Regions from separate parts of the Mus musculus genome. Here all the other regions are linked to region 2. A link is a contact called in public HiChIP or PLAC-seq and promoter capture Hi-C data. All regions are on one chromosome and are shown on one strand. The core of a region is the stretch at or near the end of the contact, and the rest is flanking DNA. Distances in the headings are between cores, read along the strand shown.

Region 1 (3,081 bases), core at 172-2,671, 790 kb before region 2:
TTGTGATGTTTTTTTAAAAAATCACACACACACACACACACACACACACACACACACACACACACACACATTTGTTACTTAAAGTTAAAACCTAGGTGTGTATTCCCTGACCACCTCAATGTGTGTAATTCCTAGATGAGCTCCACACGCCGTGGAAACATCACTGAATGAAGAGAGAGGGGACAGTGTATATCTCACATTGATGCCTGACAATTGGTTCTCTCTCTCTTTCTCTTTTGAAAAGTGGCTGGGGTGGACGGGGTCGTGGCTTTACCTAGCGTTTAGTCCTCGAAGTGGACAGAGGCTATCAAAGCCGATAGAATAATTGCTGTAAGAATTGCACCAAACAAACACATTCAGCACACGGAGGGCACCAGGTCCTGTGAACAAAAAGGCATTCTTATCTGCCCTAAATGAACTTACAGCCTGTTTGGGGAGATAAATATTACTATACAGTTTAATAAAAGGCCATGTTAGCAGTGTCCAAAGGCATTGAGAGAATCCAGACAGGGAGGCTGGCTAATTTAAGTGTGGAAGTCTGCAGGCTGGCTGATAGAAGGAATCAAAAGGTTGTAAAGAAAAGCTCCCCAAAGAGAAGAGTGATGGAGGGGGCGGGGCTGGGCGGGGCGGGGCAGGAAGAAGATGGAAGTTAGCGTTTGGAAGAGGGGGATGAAATAAAGGATGTTGTAAGCTGAAGAAAGAAGCAGTGTGTGACAGAGGCTTGAAGGCAAGACAAACTTCTTGGGGGAATCAGAGCAGAGACAAGAGAGGAATTTGTTTGGTGGTCAGGACTTTTGCTGCTGAGCCGCTCAGGGGCCATTAACGTTCAAGCCAGTGAAGGATGCGGTTGAAGTTTATGCTTTAGGAAAAGCCAGGAGGGAGTGACATGAGCCATTACCTGAGATCCTTCTTGGATCCTCTGATCGGACTGTTCCCAGCAGACACAGGTCGATAGAGAGCAGTGATTCTCAACCTTCCTAACGCTGCAATCCTTTAATACAGTTCCTCATGTGGTGACCCCCCTCCCAACCATAAAATTATTTGTGTTACTACTTCATAACTGTAATTTTGCCTTTGTTACGAATCAGAATGTAAATACCTGTGTTTTCCGATGCTCTTAGGCGACCCCTGTGAAAGGGTCATTCGATCCCCAAAGGGGCCCTGATGCACACAGCTTGAGAAACACTTATGTAGAGGAAACACCCAGGTACTAGGAGACACCATGTGGTGGCTACTGGCTTGCCACAGAACTTTAGTTCCTTTTGCTGTTAGCTCTTCTTCTTCATCCCTAGAGGCCTCTGCACTCTGTGACTTCAGGCAATAGATGCCTGGCTGATGTAAAAAACATCAGCTGACCCCAAACCTGGAACTTAGTTGCTCAAGAGCCAGCTTGTTGACTCCCCCTCCCCCACTGGCCTTTTTCTCCAGTGTCTCTAGGTGGAGCCTATAGGCATTGTATTATCAATAGCAAGGAAGCAATGTCCTGTCCCCCCATCCTGCCCCACCCCCACCCCTGCTCAAACCTGTTCCAGAACCCTGAAGATCCTGTTTCCCCAAGTGAGAATTAGGGGCACTTCAGCCTTCCCAGCTTCAGGGTGTCTGACCTAAAATATTTGCTTTCATGAGGCATTTTAAGTGATTTATGAAGAGGGGGAAGATGGCGGGAGAGGGCGTGTGTAGACTGGGTGACCTTGACCTCATTAGATCAGGAGTATTGCGCTGTAGGACCAGGCACTGAAGGGGTCACATTACTTGATGTCATTGTTTCTCCTAATTGCTCTCAAGATGAAAACCTTTTTCTTAGTGTTTCCCAAACTAACAGTTTTTATTTTTGAAACTTTCAGATCTTTTCTAAACATAAAAGTTGCTGGGTTTAAAAAAATCTGTATATTTTCCGCATGTTATCACCTCCTTACCTGATAAAAATAGTTATGAGCTGACAGTATTCACCATGTTCCGGGAATTGTTCTATACCCCAGGCATATGAAAATTCAGCTAATTTCCTTAGTAACCCATCCAAGAAGGTCCTGTTATTAGTATCACTTTAGTATCAGTAGGAAAAAATATATAAATATAACTATGAACACACAGGCACATACACACACAATCAAAATATTTGCCAAGACAAAACAAAACAACAAAACATGCTTCCCACCAGAAGTATCTTAGATATCAGATTTGGAAATATGTCTATATACAAATGAGGTGACTTAGAAACGGGACCCAAATGCAAACCCATGTTTTATATGTATTATACGGTGTGCTTTTGTTCCATTGTCTTCCAAAAGCACCTGTGTTTGGTCACGTGCAGTCAGGCCTGGAATTTTCTACTTGCTGCTTATACATTCAAAGCTTTTGGACTTTAGAGAAGTTTGCATTTCAGGTTTTCAGATTGCAGATATCCAAACTGTAATAGCAACAGGAATGATACACCTGGTATGAAAACCTAGGCAGCCTGGCCTTGAAGACTGGCTAAGTAGGCTGTGCACACAGATACTTTGTATCTTTACATTGGGCGCCATCTTTACTACACTCATTCTTCCCAAATCCTGACCACTGAGAAGTGGCAAGGTATGCATGGACTTGCACAAGTTACTTATATTTTCTGTCTCTTCCTTGTGTATAAAATGACTTCAGCTTTAAAGTTCTTGAGAGAGGGGGGAGGGAGGGGGAGTTGAGGAAAAGAGGAAGGGAAAGAGAGGGAAAGGAGAGAGCGGGAGAGAGGGAGACAGAGAGTCTTGGTGGTCTGTGGGGAAGATGAGGAATCCAGGCTTAAAGAAAGGTCATGCAGGGCTGGAGAGCTCAGTGGTTAAGAGCACTGACTGCTTTTTCAGAGGTCCTGAGTTCAATTCCCAGCAACCACATGGTGGCTCACAACCATATGTAATGGGATCCAATGCCTTCTTCTGGTGTGTCTGAAGACAGATACACACACACACACACACACACACACACACACACACACGAAAAATTTAAATATACCCTTCAAACAAAATTCTTACGGGCACGTGGACCTTGCCACCAGATGGGCATGGGATGTTCAAATCCCTGGAATCTCAGAGATTTGAGATGGTGTGTGTC
Region 2 (3,295 bases), core at 516-3,015:
CCTATCACTTTGTTAACCATCTCAGTTGTGTGTATTAGGCTACAATAGAAAAGACTTATTGCCACCCACACTCCCAGCACAGAATACCGCAGTAATAATCCGAGGGGAGGGGGCTGGGACTCCCCACTTGTAGCCAACTCTCAGACCTGTACTGCCTTTGCTTTGGGATAACCGCAGACTGTGATTCTGAGCTCAGAAAGCTTAAGTGACTTCTGAATGGCACCTCGAAACAGAAGTAGGTGGGACAACCTGGAGGCATAAATTGCCTAGCCTGAACTCTTTTCCATCTGACTCTTTTTTTTTATGATTTGTTTATTTTATGTATAGGAGTACACTGTAGCTGTACAGATGGTTGTGAGCCTGAGCCTTCATGTGGTTGTTGGGAATTGAGCTTTTAGGACCTCTGCTCTGCTCGCTCCGGTCAACTCCACTTGCTCAGTCCCTGCTGGCTCTAGCCCAAAGATTTAGGTATTATTATACACAAGTACATTGTAGCTGTCTTCAGACCCACCAGAATAGGGTGTCAGATCTCATTACGGGTGATTGTGAGCCACCATGTGGTTGCTGGGATTTGAACTCAGGACCTTCAGAAGAGCAGTCAGTGCTTTTACCTGCTGAGCCATCTCACCAGCCCCTCTACCTGTTTCTTGTGTGTGCTCCAAAACCAGAGAAATTCCCTTCTAGCTGTGGGCTGGAGTCCTGGAGCAGTTTCCAAACTCTACAGAAACCTCTTTCTTTCCTAAAGGAAATCTCTACAGTAACCATTTTATATAATCTTTGCTGTATGCATCCGTGTGTTTTAGGAGTGATAATGAACAGATTTCATAAATTCCAAGCCTCAAGATGTTGAAACAACAAAAACCACTGGTTTGGCAGATCAAGTTCTAAGCTCCTTTCCCTTGCTCAAAGGTGGTGGTGGCTCACGCCTTTCATCTCAGCACTTGGGAGGCTGAGGCAGGTGATCTCTAAGTTTATGGCCAGCCTGGTCTACAAGAGTTGAGTTCCAGGACAGCCAGGGCCACACAGAAAAATTCTGTCTCGAAAAACCAAAAAAGGTAAAAGCACAAACCAGCATGCCCTGATAAGCTCCTTTGCCCTTTTTAAATCTTCCTTCCCACTGCTCACCGAATGTGGATTCCCCCACCATCTGTGTCCTGTGGTAGCTACAAGCATCATCTTCCATAGGTAATCCTCCCACGGAAGACTTCCTACGCAGAGGAGACCTTTCTATCCAAATCTCTACCAGGCTTTGGATGCGCGCCAGACACGCCCAGAATATCCTTCGCCAGGAGTTGGTGGCGCTAACCTTTCGGGCCGCTTACTAACTTCTTTTCAGATGCACACCTCTTATATAATGAAAAGATCCATGAAGCACTCTGAATGTCCTTTAGGTATTTAGGCAAGGCCAGCCCAAGCTCTAAACAAGCAGCTGCCTGGTCCCTCGCTAGAGATTTCGTTTGGCTTCCGTGTTTTCTATTACGAAAACAGCTGCGTCTTAGAAATAAAAAGCAATGTCGACAGACCAGAAATGATTACTGTTAAATATTTGCTTGTCACATGAAAGCGACGCTGGTGTCTGAGTTCCCCTACCACACAGCTTGACTCCTGGCTCTAGGATTCGGGGCTGTGGGAATTGAGGCCGGGTCAGCGAGTCTCTGGGACGGGTTGAGCCCATCCTGGGCGGATTTCGGGGCGGCAGCACTTACCCCGGGTTCCCCGAGTATCTCAAACTTCTCCTTGCAGCCATCCTACCGTTCCCAAAGGCAGGGACTCCAAACTCGCGCCTAGCCGGTCTTGCTCTGAACAGCCAATCAGAGCCTAGTCCTCGCTATGCTCCGCCTTTTCCGGGGCGGGGCCAGAGAGCGTCCTGGGCGAGAGCACGATGAAATCCAGGCCTGGAAAACACCCAACAGCGGAGCGGAGTCCAAAGCAACCGGCTTAGCTGCTGCAGGCTGTCTCTCCCGCTCTCGCTCCGTTCCGTAAATTTAGAACTCCCCGGCCTCGTGGGCGGGTAAATGACCCGGAGCTGGTGTGGGTGTGGGTGGACCCGAGCCAGCCGCCAGCGGATCCAAAACTCCAGTGCTTCCGGGCGGGCTGTTAGTTGATGGACTACTGTCAAATCCTTCGCATTGCTAAATGCAGATGCCGCTTTTAGCTCCCTGTAGCAGCTCACTGTTGAACGCGACACGTTATTTGTCCTCCCTTCCAGGTCCTTCGTAAAGCGGGAAGGTCCCTTCTGGATCCATACTCACGATTCTTTTGTTTTTACATTTTTCTTGTGGTACAAAAGAATGAAAAATTGATTTAAAGGGATCAAAGATATAAGAAGTAAAAAAAACGGCCAAACTCAGAAGAAAACTGAATCAAGACGTTGGACTTGGCAATGAATTTTTTTTTAAGATTTATGTGTATCGATGCAAAATGTTATATATTTATTATATATACGCATATGTATGTATATATACACACACACACACGCATATATATATACACATCCGTGGTCCCAGTGGAGGTCAGAGGAGGGCATCAGATACCCTGAAACTGGAGTTACAGATAGTTATGAGGCTGGGAAACTCTGAGGTCTTTGGCAAGAGGCTCCAAATGGCTGAGTCATCTCTCCAGCTCCAACAATGATTTCTTGATTAACCTAAAACACAGTGGTAATGAGAAAGGCCAGAAATGGGGGTGATGGGAGAGATAGATGGTTGTGTAAAAAAGGTGGATGTATTTAAACACTTAAAATGACTGGAATAAAAAGCTGAAATGTCCAATTTTATGTTATAAATTTTATCACAATAAAAATATGAATACAAGCTAGGCAGTGGTGGTGCTTGCCTTTAGTCCTAGAGGCAGAAGCAGGTAGCATGGCCTACAGAGTGAGTTCCAGGACAGCCAGGCCTACACAAAGAAACCCTGTCTCCAACAAAGGGTATTTAACACTGTAAAAATAAAACATAGACACCTATATTACTGAATCAGAACATAAAATGTAACAGTTCTCTCAGACTCTTCCATGAATGGCCCTTTTCACAAACCATACGGTTTTTTTTATTTGTCTTTAGCATTTTTATGCTTTTCAGCCTCGATATGCCTCTGTGTATAATCATTGTATATTTCTATCTCTATAAATAACGTTTGGTAGGTTTTCTGCAAGTATCCTAACCAAAGCCATAATTTTTAAAGTGTCCACATCTGCATGCAGCTGTAGTTCATTCATGCTGCCTTTGGAATTCATTAAGTAACTATTTGCATCGCTTTTATTCCTCTGTGCTATGGGTACATCAATGTTTTCTAT
Region 3 (3,191 bases), core at 185-2,684, 740 kb before region 2:
CCCTGCCTTATATTATACCCTCTAAACTCCTTCTATATAGAAATTATAAAATTATGGCTGTATTTTTGCTTTGAGTTCTTCTGTGGCCCCCAGTCCATCAAGAGTAGGAAATAAAACTTTGAACATGGCTAGCAAGTCCCTGCATGATCTACGCTCCCTCTCTCTGACCTCACCGCCCACGGCTTTCCTGTTCAGCTCTGACTCCAGCCATACTGGCCTTCTTGCATTTCTTCCAACAGAAACCAAGACTGGTTTAGACTTCAGGACCGTCGCACTTGTTCCCATGGCCCTGGACACCAATCCCTTCACTCTTTGAGGGGCTCTTCATGCTCTAGGCCCCAGCTACTGGCATGCCTCACAGAGGTTAATGCATCTTTATAAAATGTGGCACAACTTTTGGCTTTAACTCAGCTTCCTGCATTTCTTTTCTGCTGGACCATTCATTGCATGGGACCATATTTGGTATGTTGCCTATTTAATCTGCTCAGTGAATGAATACCAAAGTTGTCACATGATCACAATCCCTCTTAAGTCATAATTACTGCAAAAATTTGTGTGACCATTTTGGTGTCTTGAGAACTGATGTTTTGTTGATTTGAGATACCTGAATGTCAGTAACGCCCATTCGTGAAAACATTAACAAAAAATTCACCTCTATGGCCCTTTACACATTGATCTTCTAAACCAGTCGTCTTTCTGTTCCTTGCCATTTTAGCAAAGGGTACCTTTTAAAGGCTTGTCTTGAATCTAAAAGGAGGTCGCTAAACATTTAGCTAATAGGTTTGTAGTTAGTAATTAATATTGCTTGATGTAGTTATAGGTTTTATATGCGACTTGTGGCTTTTTATCCCCACCCCCTTGGTATCCACAGAGAGGTTGTTCTGGCTATGTATTACCAAGCCACATACTGGAGATGGATGATGGCCTCCCTTCTAGATCTCATTGCCTTTCTGCCTCCTGGATGTCTTGCCAGAGCTTCCTGAATCTTAACCCTTTAGGGCCCTCCGACTGCTGAATACACGTTTCCATGAAGGCTTCCTATTGCTGGCTCTGCATCTTGTCACCCATCAGCGTGGAATGCCACCTTTAAAAATGATTGGGAACGTCTCGTTGTCACAGATGCATTAAAGAAAAGGAAAAAAAAAAAAAAGAAAGAAAGAAAGAAAAAAAAAAAAAAAAACCACCCAGCTCAAACGGGAAATGACAGATCACCTCCAGAGGCAATCAAGTTTATTCTCCTTGTTTAGAGCTCAAAACGCATTTTTGGCAACCCAAATGGGGAGGTGAGAGTGGTGGATAAGAATGGGAGTGGCGGCGCGTGGCGGGGCTGGCGGCCAGGCCGGGCGCCTTTAACTCGGCGTGACCTCGCGTCTGGCCCGCGCCCCCTCCTCCGCGCGCACCGCTGTCCTGCAGCGATTGGTGCTTGGACCATAAGCAGCTGTGCAGGGCCCGGCGGTGCAGAGGCCCCGGGCCCGCCAGCGCAACCAGGCCATTGGGGAGTGACTTCCACTCAGGATCGCAGAGGGCGCAGGCCGTTGGCGCGTGGCAGTCGGCGTGGGCCTGGCGTCCCCGCGCGTTCGCGGCGCCCCGCGTCTCCGGCTGGGCGCAGGTGGACCAGGCCGGGCGCCGCAGATCAGCGCGTTCCCACGAAGGCTAGCCCTCGGAGCGAGGGGGAGGGACCATCGGAAAGACGTGGAACGATCCGCGCGGTGTCATCCGCAGGGCCCAGGCCCCGCGCCGCCGCCGCCGCCGCCGCCGTCGCCGTCGCCGCTGGGGCTTTGCTGCGGGGATCTACGCCGAGCCTCCGCGCTGCCCCGAGATTAGCATGACACTGGGTAGCCGTCCCGCTTTCGGCGGTGCCAGAGCGCAACGCGCTAGTCCCCGAGCCGCGATGGCCTCGCGCGGGGGCCGATCGCCGGGCTCCGCAGCCACCGCGGCCCGTGAGTAAGAGTATGCCTGCGGCGGGGGACCCACGCGTGTCGGCACGCGCCCCCACCCTCCCGCGCCCCCGCCAGCCTCGGAAGGAGGAAGCCTGACGGCGCGCCGCGGTCGCCAGCACCCAACGGGGCTCTTCCTGCGTTGTCGCAGCGGCGGTCCCGGTGCTCCCGTGCGCCCCCCGTTCGAGCCTCTGGAATGAAGACTGCCTCCCGAGGACTGCGAGAGAGAAGCAGAGACAGCGGGCGCCGGGGACTGCGGCCCTCGCGGCTGGGAGGTCCAGGGGGACGCGACTCGGACGCTGTCATCCCCACGCCTCGCGCTGAAGCCTCCTAGTGCGGTTGGGGCTGCCGCCCACCGGTCAAGCTGCCGGGGCGTGCGATCCCGGGTCGGCCCCCGGAGGCCTCGGCTTCCTCATTTGTTTGGGTCTTTTGTGCTGTGGCGCACAGTTGGCTAAGCACTCCTGCGCTGAATCGGGCCATTGTCTGCGCTCCCATTGCTTCCACGCTGCAAGTCTCGGCGCCCCCACCCGGGCCGCCCCCTCCCGGCCGCCGAGCCTCCCAACGTGCCTTCCCCCTCAGGAATCTGGAAGCTGGAAGCCCGGCGGATTGCAAATGAAGTGGAATGCATTGTGGGACGAGTGTAAAATCCGAGCCTTCTCCGTGGGGGTGTGGGGGGGCGTGGGGAGGGCCGGACCTGCCGCCGGCGGTGTAGACACCGACGAGAAGAGGGGCTGGGGGAAAAAATGTGCGCAGAGTCCTCCCGGGTCGTGGCCTCGGTAGACGGATGAAGCAGCGCGCTGCGCCCTGGCGCTGAGGCCCTACTATCGGGGCACCAGGGTCGCCCTTTCCCACCATGAAGAAGACCCGGAGCACAACCTTGCGGCGAGCCTGGCCTAGCTCGGATTTCTCGGACCGGGCCTCGGACCGCATGAGGTCCCGCAGCGAGAAGGACTACCGCCTGCACAAGCGCTTCCCCGCGGCCTTCGCGCCCCAGGCTTCTAGGGGCTACATGACATCAGGTTGGTAAAGCACGGTTCAGCCGCCGCCTGTGATTGCTGCGCCGCGGCTAGTTGAGGGTTTGGGGTAGAGGAGGACCTGCGGTGATGGATGTGCCGAGTTATGTATGGGGAGAGCAGGGAAAAATTAGCTCCCATCCACCATTTTGTACCTCTGTAAGATCCACAGCAGGCCCTCTCAATATGGGGTTGGAGAGCTATTCTTTAGGTAAAAATCGGGGAGGGGGATTGAGCTGAG
Region 4 (3,206 bases), core at 318-2,817, 580 kb after region 2:
CAATTTCACTCCATTAACTTCATTCTAAGCGAACAACAAAAAGTTTAATAATGCTGTCCATTCATTCTGTTGTTTATCATAAAAAACTAAACCCCTCAAAACTGGAAAATACTGTGAGAACTACCAGTGAGAAGTTTGATAAATTTAGAACAACATTACCATTTGAGTAAGAAAAATACTTACATAAACTGAAGATTGAAAAGACAAGCAAAAAACCCTGTCTTGAAAAAAAAAAAGAAAGAAAGAAAGAAAGAAAGAAAAAGAAAAAAGAAAGAAAGAAAAGAAAGAAAAAAGAAAAGACAAGCAAGAGTAAGGTTTAACTCGGGTACTTATACAATAAGATTTCTGCTTAACATAATCAGTCACGCCTATTCTTTTCTGTAAAAAATGGGGAAAAGATATGGTACTTCAACCAGGGTTGTTATGACAATTCTTTAAGCAATCATATGTGAAAGCGCCAGGGTCTCTTTAGGCTTTTAAAGCAAGATACTCTATGAAGATGTAATATTTAAGCTGAAATTCGAAGGGCAGGTAAGTAGCCCATAAAAGAAGCCTTAAATTTTCCAAGGTAAAGAGGTATTCTTATGTGTGTAAGCCCATTCTAAGCACAGTGGCCAATTGGTGAAGGTTCGCTTAATTGAAACAACATGTAGGAAGGCTGATGTATACGATTGTAAGCCCAACACTTGGGAGGTAGAGGCAGGAAGGTCTGGATTTCAAAGTCATTCCTGACTGTGTAGCCAGTTCAAGGACAGCCTGGGTTTTGTGAGGCTCTGTCCTAAAACCAAAGCAAAAGATCACTTAGACTATGACCCATGGACGGACAGCAAGGACAAAGCTCAAGGACGGTAAAGAAGGTTTTAATACAGCCAGCCAGAAGTAGAACCCAGACTTGATTATTGACTTTGTTCTTGAGATGAGGCAAGTTTGTCAAGGGTTTGGTGGGCACAAGGAGGGGTGAGCTGGGTTATCGAATGGGAATTCTGAAGGAAGAGTGCGGGGAGAACAGGAAATGATGAGCCGGCTCTGTAACTGCTGAGTTTGAATGATTTATTTAAGTGGAAGCAGTTGACTAGACTTATGAATTGGGTTCGGAGAGAAAGCTCAGGGTGTAAGCTGAAGATTATCATCTGCGGTACAGATGGCAGGACTTAGCTGAGCTAGGAGAAGGGGGAAGCTGGAGAGTTCTGTGCCACGTAAGCGAAGGGAGAAGACTATTTTAAGGAAGTTAGGTCTATCTTTTCAAAACCAAAAGTTCTTTTAGCTAGCTTCTAAATACGACAAATAGTGCCTTACTGTCAAGATGCACTGACTGACCCGGAGAGTCGCATGACCCGGTGCTGCTGGTGACCAGATCACCCAAGAGATCCAAGTGAGGATAGTTTGTACCGCGACTTTTGGCCTCTCAGGAGCAGCTCCTTTTAGGGGCCTGGAGCCATTCTCCTAACGGTTGACGAAGTCCTAGGGGTAAATACGGGGAGGTCACTGACAACCAGAATCACTTACCAAGCACCACTGGCGATGGCAAGAACACCTACTTCGTGCAAGCAAGGGTCGTCCCGGAAGTGACGTCACGCCCGCCGACTGCGGGGCTCCGACAGGTGACTACAACTCCCAGAATGCTTCGCGTCAACCATCACGGAGCGTACCACAGGGAAACTATTCGCCGATGGCGGGGAAACAGAAGGCTTAGTTTCGAGAGATTTTATTGGCTGAGACTTACGTATTCTATGGCCTTTCTTCCGTTTTCGTGGACGCGCCGTGCGGGTTCGAACGTTCCGAGGGCCTACAGTAGCACGTTGGGAAAGGGTTCTCCCGTTCCCACGGCAACGCGGCCTAACATGCGCCAGCGGCAGCTTGCGGAACTGTGCGGCGCGCGCCTCTGCTGCTGCGCTCTAGGCTGGAGCCCCGGCCAAGCGCGTGGCCTCGAGCTCTTCGGGCTCTGCTGTGGAGTGATCCCCGACCGGAGCAGGGTCCATCTGATTCTGGTTGTGGGATTAGGTGTCTTTTGGAGAGGTGACTCGGCCTCGCAGACATGGGTTTTCCTTAGCTACCTGCCTACTTCAAGCTACCTTTCCTTAGAGGGAATAACTTAGACAATCAGTCCATTTATTTTCTGCAGTTTCTCCCTTTTAGCCAAACTTTTTTTTTTTTTTTCCTGGCGTAGAAAAGAATTTATTGAGTAAATTGCAAGGATGCAGTGGACAGGGCTGTAACAGAGGAACCTTCTTAGCCAAACTTTTTGAAGGGAACTTGCCATATTCTACTTGGGTAGAATCCCACGATTTTCGTGTCTACGTGATTATAAACCAAAATTTATGCCTTTTAAAGTCTGTTTTCCTACTTCTACCTGACCAGAAGGAGAGGGTTGCAAAAAACATTGCGTAAATGTGTGAATGAATACTTTGTAAGTTTTACTTAAAGAGTTTATTGTAGGGACAAAGTTGAAGGCATTGGCCGCAAGCGCTGGGGCGACAATGGTAAAAAACTAAAGGGGTTTTGTCGTTCAAGCCGCTCCGGAGGTTAGGGCAGAGGTTCCCTGATTCCAGGAGTTCCATTCCAGTCTGGGCAGCGTTGCCTCAAGAATGTGGTGAAGGAGATTGAAACTCAGTTCATGGTTCCTAGCTGTCAGTTCACTGGGGAAAATAAAGGGTGCCAAACCACGGATATAAGATGACTGTTAATGAAGCTTGGGAAGGTGTTAAAGCGGAGAATCTCCAGGAGAAGAGACCAACTCCATGACTGTCCAATTAAAGCAAGCTGTGTGTTGGGGTGTGCCCGTACTAGCCTGCTGGCTGTCTCACTCTGAGAGCACCCCTTGCGGCAGCCTCATTAGGTCCTTTTTACACGAGAGAGAGAGAGAGAGAGAGAGAGAGAGAGAGAGAGAGAGAGAGAGAGAGAGAGAGAGATCGTTCACCGGACTGAGAGAGTTGGCTGTTATACATTGTAAAAACAAAACCAAAGAACAATGTGAAAGGGAAGGAACAAGGTCATGTTCCTACATCATGTGAATCGGGTAGCAAGTTTAGTGTTGGTTGAAAGACATTTTGCAGTTTACATCCTATCTAAGAAACAGGGATCAGTCCTTAATTACAAGGAGAAATCTCAACTTGGAAGCACTTAACGCAGGACAAACAGGAACGTATTCTTTAACTACAAATAGAAACCGTAGCCTGTACAGGATGAACAGGAGCTTAGTCTTAACT

The links. Promoter capture Hi-C pulls out the DNA fragments that hold promoters and counts their contacts. HiChIP or PLAC-seq counts read pairs in DNA pulled down with a chosen protein or histone mark.
Region 1: a contact with region 2 is called in a promoter capture Hi-C map of embryonic stem cells, with 3 times the contacts expected there. The contact joins the enhancer-like site here to the promoter of Cenpu in region 2. A contact is called at or near these places in 1 of 39 promoter capture datasets (embryonic stem cells), 1 of 115 datasets of contacts at active chromatin or transcription factors (embryonic stem cells) and 2 of 9 other capture datasets (adipose tissue and embryonic stem cells).
Region 3: an H3K4me3 HiChIP or PLAC-seq map of embryonic stem cells shows a contact between it and region 2, with 11 read pairs. The contact joins the promoter of Stox2 here to the promoter of Cenpu in region 2. A contact is called at or near these places in 1 of 39 promoter capture datasets (neural stem cells), 1 of 484 Hi-C or Micro-C datasets (cortical neurons), 4 of 115 datasets of contacts at active chromatin or transcription factors (bone marrow-derived macrophages, embryonic forebrain, embryonic stem cells and 1 more) and 1 of 9 other capture datasets (embryonic stem cells).
Region 4: a contact with region 2 is called in a promoter capture Hi-C map of pre-B cells, with 4 times the contacts expected there. The contact joins the promoter of Ufsp2 here to the promoter of Cenpu in region 2. A contact is called at or near these places in 12 of 39 promoter capture datasets (the 3T3-L1 cell line, the C10 cell line, the HPC-7 cell line and 9 more), 5 of 484 Hi-C or Micro-C datasets (the Ba/F3 cell line, CD4 T cells, Th1 cells and 2 more), 1 of 115 datasets of contacts at active chromatin or transcription factors (astrocytes) and 2 of 9 other capture datasets (adipose tissue and liver).

What each region holds. Positions count from the first base shown.
Region 1 is chr8:47,337,436-47,340,516 of GRCm38.p6, reverse strand. It overlaps a transcript of Stox2 not described here. Among named protein-coding and RNA genes, the nearest start is that of Gm39171, 15 kb to the right of the region's middle. Within about 2 kb of position 1,421, at least 12 of the 459 cell types and tissues checked have an H3K27ac peak or open chromatin away from gene starts, as enhancers often do. A contact at or near this core is called in embryonic stem cells, where this site is marked.
Region 2 is chr8:46,550,539-46,553,833 of GRCm38.p6, reverse strand. Cenpu (centromere protein U) reads right to left here and starts at 1,765. Exons shown (of 13, transcript NM_027973.4): 1 at 1,707-1,765. The coding sequence starts at 1,747.
Region 3 is chr8:47,287,645-47,290,835 of GRCm38.p6, reverse strand. It overlaps Stox2 (storkhead box 2), which reads left to right and starts at 1,434. Exons shown (of 4, transcript NM_001114311.1): 1 at 1,434-2,956. The coding sequence starts at 2,791.
Region 4 is chr8:45,973,889-45,977,094 of GRCm38.p6, reverse strand. Ufsp2 (UFM1-specific peptidase 2) reads right to left here and starts at 1,567. Exons shown (of 12, transcript NM_138668.2): 1 at 1,507-1,567. 1700029J07Rik (RIKEN cDNA 1700029J07 gene) reads left to right here and starts at 1,843. Exons shown (of 7, transcript NM_001033148.3): 1 at 1,843-3,206.